Regions from separate parts of the Anas platyrhynchos genome. Here region 2 is linked to region 1. A link is a contact called in public Hi-C data. All regions are on one chromosome and are shown on one strand. Each heading gives the region's core, a stretch centred on a gene start, on an enhancer-like site or on the middle of the called end of the contact. The rest is flanking DNA. Distances are from core to core; before and after follow the strand shown.

Region 1 (4,450 bases), core at 706-3,205:
AATGACCACTTACTGTGCAAGTTTATTCTGATTCAGTGGATTTCACAGCCCAGACCCTCCCTCAAAAGTCTGTACTGAGCTCCATGTAGGGCTGATGCAGGTCACTGTAAAATTATGCCATGGGGATTTTCTAAGTCTTTTTCACTTGTGTTTCTTTGTCCTTAATTTTGCTATTTTATCTCAGTTACATACCATTTAGGTCTCTCTATTTTTCTTTTTCTCCATAGACGTGTTAAAGCGTGCCATCCATGACCCTGTGCCTTTATGTAAGGAATTAAAATGTTGAAGTAAAAAATCAGAATATTTCATCAGCTGAAAAGTTTCTGGGTTCTAGTGGTGTATAAAAGCACTGTCATGAAGCTATCATACCTGGCAGTTTGCTGTAAGATTGCTCTGAGCATGATTGCTTTTCAGGTTTCTTTCTCTCAGCAAATAGCTGTCAGGTTAACCCAGCAAAACTGCTTGCGGTTTTTCCAAAATGACTTTAATTTTATTTTCTCTCTTAATTCTAATTGGTCTGTAGGTCTAGCCATTTAATCCTGCATTGCTTGATATCAATTAAGATATTGTAAAACCTAATACCATGGTATGCAGGCACTCTGAAGTTTTGGTTCGTTGCCACATATACTTATTCATCATTTCAAACCTATTAGGCAAATTGCACTTCATGCATGTATGTTCATGTCCACACCTATGCGGATTATCTCTGTAAGTCTGTATGAAGCAGACTCAGTCCAAAACTGTTGTGTTACATAAAGGTGAAACTTACAGTCCTCTTATCTTGTATTTTCGTACTTCTACCAAATAAGCCCCAAATGCAATCTCTTTTCTCTGCTATAATCTGTTTTTATAAAGGCATCTTTTTATTCATGTCTGTCAAGGGTTTATTCTATCTCAAATTTTGAATACCTGATTTAAGTGTTAATATTTATGCTGTATAACAATATATTTATATTTTATATATTGCACAGAGATTGGCAAAATCTCTTTTCTTTTCTTGGAAACCATAATACTCTATTTCACCTTTTCTAATTATCTGGAATTTCCCTTGTTCCTCATATTTCAAAGATAATTAGGTTATTCCTTAATTAAAAAGAAAAAAAAAAAGATATAACAGGGAACTAGAATGACTATGTATCCTTTATACATGTATACACATAACATTAATCAAAATTCCATCCTATTCTTTTCTGGTGACTGTTTTTACAAAGTTTCTATCACTTGAAACGTTTCCAAATGTCTTACCTTCCCTTGAAAAGGATAGGTTTCTCTCTGCAGTAGATAGATCCTCTAGATATTTCAGCTCTCACTTGATAGATTTTTCAAATACAAGCCATGCCTAACCCACTCTCCCCATCCTCCCCAAATCCAAACAAACAAAACTAAAGATCTTGAGTTATGAGCACATAGTGACAAGTTTTGCAAACAAAGTCCATCTCTTTCACATATTTCACAGACATAATAATACATCAATCTGTTACTGGTTGTCAAAGGAAAAAAAGAAGTTTAGAAAGGAAGAAAAGAGAATTTAGTAAGACAGCGCAACCTGTTTTTACTCCTTTGTGATGACAATTTTTACATTTCTTTTAGCAGAAATACATTATACAGGTTAATTTGGATTGCCTTCTTTTATTCACTACCTTTTGAATAGATCTTACTGAATCATGCCATTTTAACTTGGCAAACAGAATACAGCATAGTAAACAAAAGAAAGAGAAAACGAAACGGCAACATAATGAATTACACTGGCAGGACTGACTATTTTTCTTTGCATAAGCTGTGTTTGGATATTTACCACTTAAAACTACATTACTTAGCACTGCTATGAGGCAGCTGCATGCCAGCCATATGTGATTTTCATTTCTGAAACAACAAGACAAAGACATGGAGAGAAGGAGTTGCTTTCAGGAAAGATTGGAGTTCTGGTATTCAAAGCTATCCTCTTACTGAGGACATTGGACTGCGCTCAGTAGATATCTCTAACTTTGTTCTTTCTTGGCTAAGCGGGAGAAAGCCCCGAGAAATAGAATAGCAAAATCAAACAAAGAGGAGAAAAGAAAAAAAAAAAAAAAAGAGAGAGAGAGGAAAAAAAGGTATTTTTGAGGCATCAGTTCAAGGACACCAATGTGGTTTGTGTAAGCTGTTGATTTGGAGCTGCTTGTTTTTGTGCCCTTTGTACTTGCAATGTTCTTTCCATTAGTGTCTTCTATCATGTTGATGTTCTATTGAAATTGAGTGTGTGGTGTTTATTCCGATGCTTAAAGATTTGCTGTGTATACAGAACTGGGAGTACAGCCCTACCGCCTATTTGTGCACACTCCATGTAAATCAAATAATGTGCTGAGCCTGAGAGTATGACTGTGGGTTACTGTGCCATAACCTGAACTCAGGAATATTCTACCAAAGAAAAAAAATATAAAAAAAGAAGAAAAAAAAGCAGCCTGTTGGATCTTGTCAGTTGTGTACTTAGGGAAGTGAAGGAGAAAATGATCAGATAACACTCATCTTTGAAGACTCAAGAGAACTGAGTTTTCCATATTCACAAACTACCTGAAGGCATTGGCAGTAGTGTCTAGTCCAAACAATCGAAAAATCTTCATGATAAAGAGCAAAACTGAGAAGTGAAAGAAAAGAGGTTAGAGCACAAGTTCTATGACACCAGAGGGTTCCAGCCAGACCATGCTCACAGTGCCAACCTGTCTAGCCAAAAGCTTTCTTCTGTTGTGTTAAACTTACAGGTTGGGAAGAGGACAGTGCTAAGGATGAAGGTGAGGTAAACACACACTGGTTTCCTGTAGAGAGGATGAAGACTGGGAGAGCTCCCTGATGATAATTTGTAACTGGAAGGAGGGTGCAAGTGGTCTTGCATTTCCTAATGCACACTGTTAGTGTTTACATGGTGGCGGAGGAGTATAGAGTCAATTTAATCCTTTAAATCTGCCTGGTTTTTATTTTGTTTTGGATCCATTAGTGAATAAATTGCTCTGGCTAGGCCATGAGATCTTGCTTTTTATCAGCCTCTCTACTTTCCTAGGAAAGGGACTCACTTTGTCTAACGGTACATGTCTATGCTGGAATTGGGAACATACATACCCTATTTTTATACTCAGTGGAAAGAAATGGGGTCATACAGTGCAAAATTTATCTGAACTATTTTAAGGATCAGTGTTACAACAGAGTATATGACACTCAAATAGCATCTTCTATTGACTTTTAAGAAAGTCTACACAACTAATTCATCAATGGAAGTTTAGCTGAAATGTATTTCACCTCATTGAAGTCTTTTTTAGCAAGGTAGCTCACTAGGTTTCTCGGGATCGCCTCTAAAGCCTTACAAATATATTCTGCGTTATTTATGTGGGGAAAATATATGACCTGTCAGTGAGAAGAAGCCTAGTATTTAATTGGGTTGTTCGTTTACCTAAGAGTGAACTAAGGTTACATTGCTAGCAGAATTCTCTGGTAAGGGAAGGTTTTCAAAGACTCTACAGATTGCATTTCCCCAGAAGCAAACCTCAGTGTTTGCACATAACTCAAGTTTATCTGTACAAGCCTACACCATAAATTCAGTATTTTTATTATGATTTTACTATGATACAGTAAATATGATAAATAGTAAGTTCTTTTGTTATTCTTGAGACCATGAAAGTGTTAAATTTAACAGGACATTAAATTATTGTGTCTGTATGGCAACACAAGCTTCCATTCACAGTAGAAAGTATCTGATATGCTAAATATAAATAATTTTGTGTTTTGATAATAATATTGTTTTTTACAAGTTTTTTTGTGTTTTGTTTTATATCTCAGTTTATTATCAATTTTATTTTGCTTTCTTTTTAACAAAATGCTTCCTGAAGGGAATAGCAAGTTTAAAATACAAGAAAAAATCACAAAGCCATAGATTACATGTTTGGTTATACCTCCAGAAGGAAAAACAAAATAAAGAAAATTTAAATGCTTTAATTCATTTAAAATTAGCTATGAAAAAAAGTCAAATAAGCTTATAATTACAACGCCACTTTTGTCCAGGACAAATTTGGGCTGCCACCAACAGATATAGGCTGCTCATCCCTGCTTCTCCATTCCCATTACTACTCTGGTGTCAGTACTGATATTTGTATCAGTATTGTGCTGAAAATCAAATCAACCAGGGAAACATTCTGGCGGAGAAAAATAGCTACAAATTTTATGTAGTTTTTGTCTAAACAGTCATATACAAGATTAAAGTGATTGATCTGAGATGGCAGATGATGATACCAAGTCTAAAAGTAGTTTTTTTGTTTGTTTGTTTGTTTTTGTTTTTTCATTCTAGGTGCATAGATAGCCAACAAATTTGAAAAAGACAGAGAGGAGAAATAAGGAAGTTCTCTTAGGCCCACTCAGCAGATGAGTCAGTCAGTCAGACAAGTAGATACAGAGTGAGAGCCCTCTCAGCCACCCAAAATGCAGG
Region 2 (4,450 bases), core at 1,226-3,725, 340 kb after region 1:
GTGGGGCTCATGGGCATGTAGTCATCGCCTCCCCGGCTCCCCCGCCCCAGGGCTGCTGCCACCCCGGGGGTCATGGGCATGTAGCCATCATCATCCCCCCCACCGCCTCCTCCTCCTCCTCCTCCTCCTCCCCCCCCTGCCGGCGGCCCCAGGTTGGTGCTGCTGCTGCCGGAGCTGCGGTGCGAGCCGATCTCGATGTCCCCGTAGTCCTCGGGGTAAGGGGTGTAGGTCACTTTGGGGGAGGCGGCGGCAGGGAAGGAGGGGAAGAGGCGGCCGGCGCTGCCGGCGAAGGAGGCGCGCATCAGCGTGTACTCGTCCAGGGAGGCGGAGGAGAGCTGCGGCGGGGGGGGCCTCTGCCGGCACGGGGTGGTCAGCGAGTATGTCCGCTTGCGGTGCCCCCGGTCGGCCGCCGGGTCGGGGCAGGGCCGGTAGCAGAGGCGGCCGCTGGGGGGTCTCTCCATCGCCATGTAGCCGTACAGCTCGGTGCCCCCGCCGGCGGCAGCGGGGTCCCGCGCCGGGGGGGTGTCGGCCACCGACTCGGGCGTGTTGCTGCGGTTGCTGGCGGTGGAGGAGGAGGAGAAGGGCCGCAGGTCGCCGCCGGGGCTGGAGCCGTACTCGTCGAAGGACATGAAGCCGGCGTCGCTGGGCGAGCCGGACACCGAGGCGCTGCCGCTGGACGGGCGCTGCGGCTGGTGCGGGTGCGGCGGCTCCGAGCCCAGCCCGCTGCTGGCCGACAGGCTGAGCGGGCTGGCGGCCGAGGGCGGCGAGTGCGAGGCGGGCATGGACATGGAGCGGCTGCCCTGCAGCCCGCCGCCGCCCAGCACCGGCAGCAGCTTCCCCGCCGGCCGCGCTGCTCCCGCTGCCCCTCCGGTACCGCCACCGCTCAGCGTGTGCGAGCGGCTCAGCGGGGTCCGCACGGGGCCGGGGCTCATGGGGCTGCCGGCGGCGGAGCCCACCCGGCAGCCGTCGCCCTCGCTGGCCGTCCGCACCCTGCAGGGCGTGCACTTGGGGCCGGCGGCCAGGCTGTCGGTGCGGGAGCGGCGCAGCAGCCCGGTCTGGCTGGGGGGCAGGTTGACCAGGTGGTGGTGGGGGTGGTGGTGGGGGTGGTGGTGGTGGCGGCGGCCGGGCACGGTGATGGGGTGGGTGGCCGAGGACGGGGCGCAGCCGCCGCCGCCGCCCGCCCCGCCGGAGGAGGAGGAGGAGGAGGACTGGCTCTTGCTGCGGGGCCGGAACTCGGACAGCTCCTTCAGCGCCTTCATGGCCTCCAGGATGGTCTCGTGGATGTTCTGCGCCACCACCGAGTCGTCCGCCTGCATCCACAGCTCGCCGGGCCCGGTGGCGGCCGAGCGCCCCACCTCGATGAAGAAGAAGCTGTCCGAGTGGCCGCAGCGCCGGATGTTCATCAGCTGCAGCGTGACCGCCGGCAGCTCGCAGTTGAGCCGCACGAAGCCGATGGTGCGGGCCGACAGGCACAGCCGGTGCACGCCCGTCAGGTTCTTGCTCTGCCCCAAGCCCTTGGGCTTCAGCGTCACCTGCCAGACCTCCCGGTAGGCGGCGGCGGCCGGCGCCACCAGCCCGTAGCCCAGCTCCTCGCCGCCGGCCGCCAGCGAGGAGGAGGCGGCGGCGGCGGCGGCGCTGCAGGAGGCGGCGAAGGGCGACGGGAGGTGGCGGCGCGGCGAGCCCTGCCCGGCCGCCTTGCCCTCGCTCAGCAGGTCGGTGAGCGCCCGGTACCAGCCCTCCTGCTCCTGCTCGTTCTCGGCCGCCACGGCGAAGTACTCGTCCTTGGTGTAGAGGGCGATCAGGTACTTGTGCTTGGCGTCGGCGCGCTTGTTGATGTTGAGGCACGAGTCCAGGGCGATCACCCGCTTGGGCGCCCCGGACTTGTTCCTCCATTTCTTCTCGCTCTCGTAGTACTCCAGCCGGGCGCCCCCCGCCTCCTCCCCGCCGCCCGGCCCCCGCAGCACGAAGAAGCGCTTGTGGCCGTGCTTCTGCTTGCGCAGGTAGCCGCACTTCCTCACGCCCTGGTTGTTGTTGTTGTTGTTGTTCAGGTTGGGGCCGGGCGGCGAGCCCGAAGGACCCAGCACGGCGGGGCTCGCCATCCCCGGCCCCCAGGCGGCTGCCTGCCTGCGCCGGGCCGGGACGGGCGCCCTCGGCGGGGACACCGCGCTAGGAGGAGGAGGACGAGGAGGAGGAGGCAGCGGCTCCGGCTCCTGCTGCTCTTGCTGCTGCTGCCCCGGCTGAGCTGCCGGCAGCGCTGCTCCTGCTGCTGCTGCTGCTGGTGCCGGCGCTGCGAGCGCTTCCCAGCTCGCCGCGCTGCCGCTGCCGCTGGTGCTGCCTGCGCCGGCGGGAGCGTGGCAGTGAGTAACGCATCGCGCACCGAGTGCCCCAACTAAAGAGCAAAACAACACGTGACCGCCCAGTTACCGAGGCGCTCACACACCGCGCCGGGGGCGGCACCCCGCCGCCGCCGCCGCCGCCCCTCATTGGCCGCCGCGCCGCCAGAGCGACAGCCGCCGCCGCCAATCGCGCGGCGGGGCGGGCGCCGAGCCCAGAGGCGGCGCGCTGCCATTGGCCGCCGGGAGCCTCGCCTCCCCCCGCCCCCGCCGGCGGGCCCCTTCCCGCCCACGGCCCCCGGCTCCCCTCAGGCGCCGCCCGCGGCGGCGGCGGGACCCGGCCCCGCCCCGCCCCCGGAGCGTGCCCGCCTCGGGGACCGTTGCGACCGTTGGCGGGGCGTGAGGGGCAGGGTGGCCGCGGGCTCGCCCCTCCGCACCCCTGAAGCCGCAGCGGGCTGTGGGGGGGCTGCCGGCAGGTGGCGGCGCCCCCGGAGCCGGGCTTCCGGGCGTGTGCGTGTGCCCGCCGCCCCTCCTCCTGCCTCCTCACACACTCAGCCCCTCACACGCGTGTGTGTGTGCGTCAGCCCTCCCCACGCACGCACGCAGAGCGGCGCCCACCTCACGCCCCCCCCTCCCCTCCTTTTTCTCTCCTTCCCTCCTCCGCCCCGTTATCTGCGTGTGGTGGGGAAACGCCGCCCGGAGCGGGGACCGCATATATACATATATATATATATATATATATATATATATATATATTTATATATATATGTGCGATAAATGCAATAAAGTGGGGTTTAACGCCGCGGGGCTCACGCCTTTCCCTAAGTGGGGGTGCCCCCGCCTCTTGTACACGCACGGACAGAGGGGAGGAAAGTGAGGCTGGGGTCACGCAAATTTTAAAAATAAATAAATAAAAGGGGATGGAGGAGGGGGGAGGCAAGCTGCCCGCAGCCTCCTTTGGCAATGAGCAGCTGAGGGAAGGAGGGGGAGAGGCAGGGGGAGACCACCGCGGTGGTGCCTAGCGCTGGGAGGCTGCCATGGAGCGGCTTGGCTGGGAGCTGGCGGGGTTTGGGTTGTGTTTTATTTTTTGGGGAAGCAAGGGGAGAAAGGCAGGAGGTGGGGGGGGCGAGGCCTTGACCTCTCTCCCCGGGGTGCCCGCTGTACGCTGCTGATGCAGCGGGTCACCCTGGGCAAGGTCCTCACCATCTCCCCGCGTCCCAGCCGAAAGCAAGGCGTGCTGACCCCGCTCGCTGTCCTGGCAACGGGCGACGGCTCCCGCGTCTGGAAAATGCGTGGAAGAGGCAGGGAATTGTGAATTTTAGATGACGCGTTGCGATGGCACAGCGGACCTCAGCGCGGAAGGTTTCCCATGGAAAATCAGGCGCAGTGGCTGTGCTACCGCTAGGCTGTCAGCTGCAGGCTTCAGGGGCGTTAGGTGAGCAATTTCTTGCTGCTCCGAGCGAGCTGGGCCCGTAAACGCCATCAGGAGTCATTTGTCTGGAAACCCCTTGCAAATTTGGAAAGATTTTTCCAGACGTTTATGAAATACACTCGGTGACCTTACGCACGCATTCTTACATCTGACATGCTAAAGAAGATGAATATTCATTTGTCTAAATGGTATTTTCATATATGTAAGTCATTACGATACGTTCAATAAACGTTTTGATGTACTGACTAACAGCAGAACTAAGCAAACAATTTGTATGACAGGCATTGAGATAGACTAGCAATCAGGATTGATTTCTATATTGACATTGATATAAAGAGTATCTGTATCATTTAATTTTAGCAGTGGCTGATGCATAACAAGCTTTTTTTTTTTTTTCCCCTAAAATAACATTTTGTTTGTTTTTGTTTTGTTTTTCATGTATAACTGTTTCAAAACACAGGAAGTGGTTCTCAGGTGTGCATAAACTTCAGGTAAAAACAACAACAACAACAACAAAATCACAACTATTGTTGCATGACCGACCCTCTAGAATGAATGACTCTAGTTTACATAGGTGATCTACCTCATTCAGAGTTTGCTTTGAACTCCTCTGAATTGTTTTTCAAAACTATACCCCCTTCTGGAAAGTTTTCCCAGTCATTTCAGTGTAATTACGGGGGCATTT

The links. Hi-C and Micro-C count contacts between places; a contact is called where the count stands out from the background.
Region 2: a contact with region 1 is called in a Hi-C map of skeletal muscle, with 2.0 times the contacts expected there. The contact joins the promoter of IRS2 here to the enhancer-like site in region 1. A contact is called at or near these places in 3 of 8 Hi-C or Micro-C datasets (skeletal muscle and subcutaneous adipose tissue).

Annotation. Positions count from the first base shown.
Region 1 is chr1:145,703,071-145,707,520 of IASCAAS_PekinDuck_T2T, forward strand. All of the region lies in intron 27 of MYO16 (myosin XVI), which reads left to right. Among named protein-coding and RNA genes, the nearest start is that of MYO16, 300 kb to the left of the region's middle. Within about 2 kb of position 1,956, at least 1 of the 8 cell types and tissues checked has an H3K27ac peak or open chromatin away from gene starts, as enhancers often do.
Region 2 is chr1:146,044,261-146,048,710 of IASCAAS_PekinDuck_T2T, forward strand. It overlaps IRS2 (insulin receptor substrate 2), which reads right to left and starts at 2,476. Exons shown (of 2, transcript XM_038173343.2): 1 at 1-2,476. The coding sequence starts at 2,099.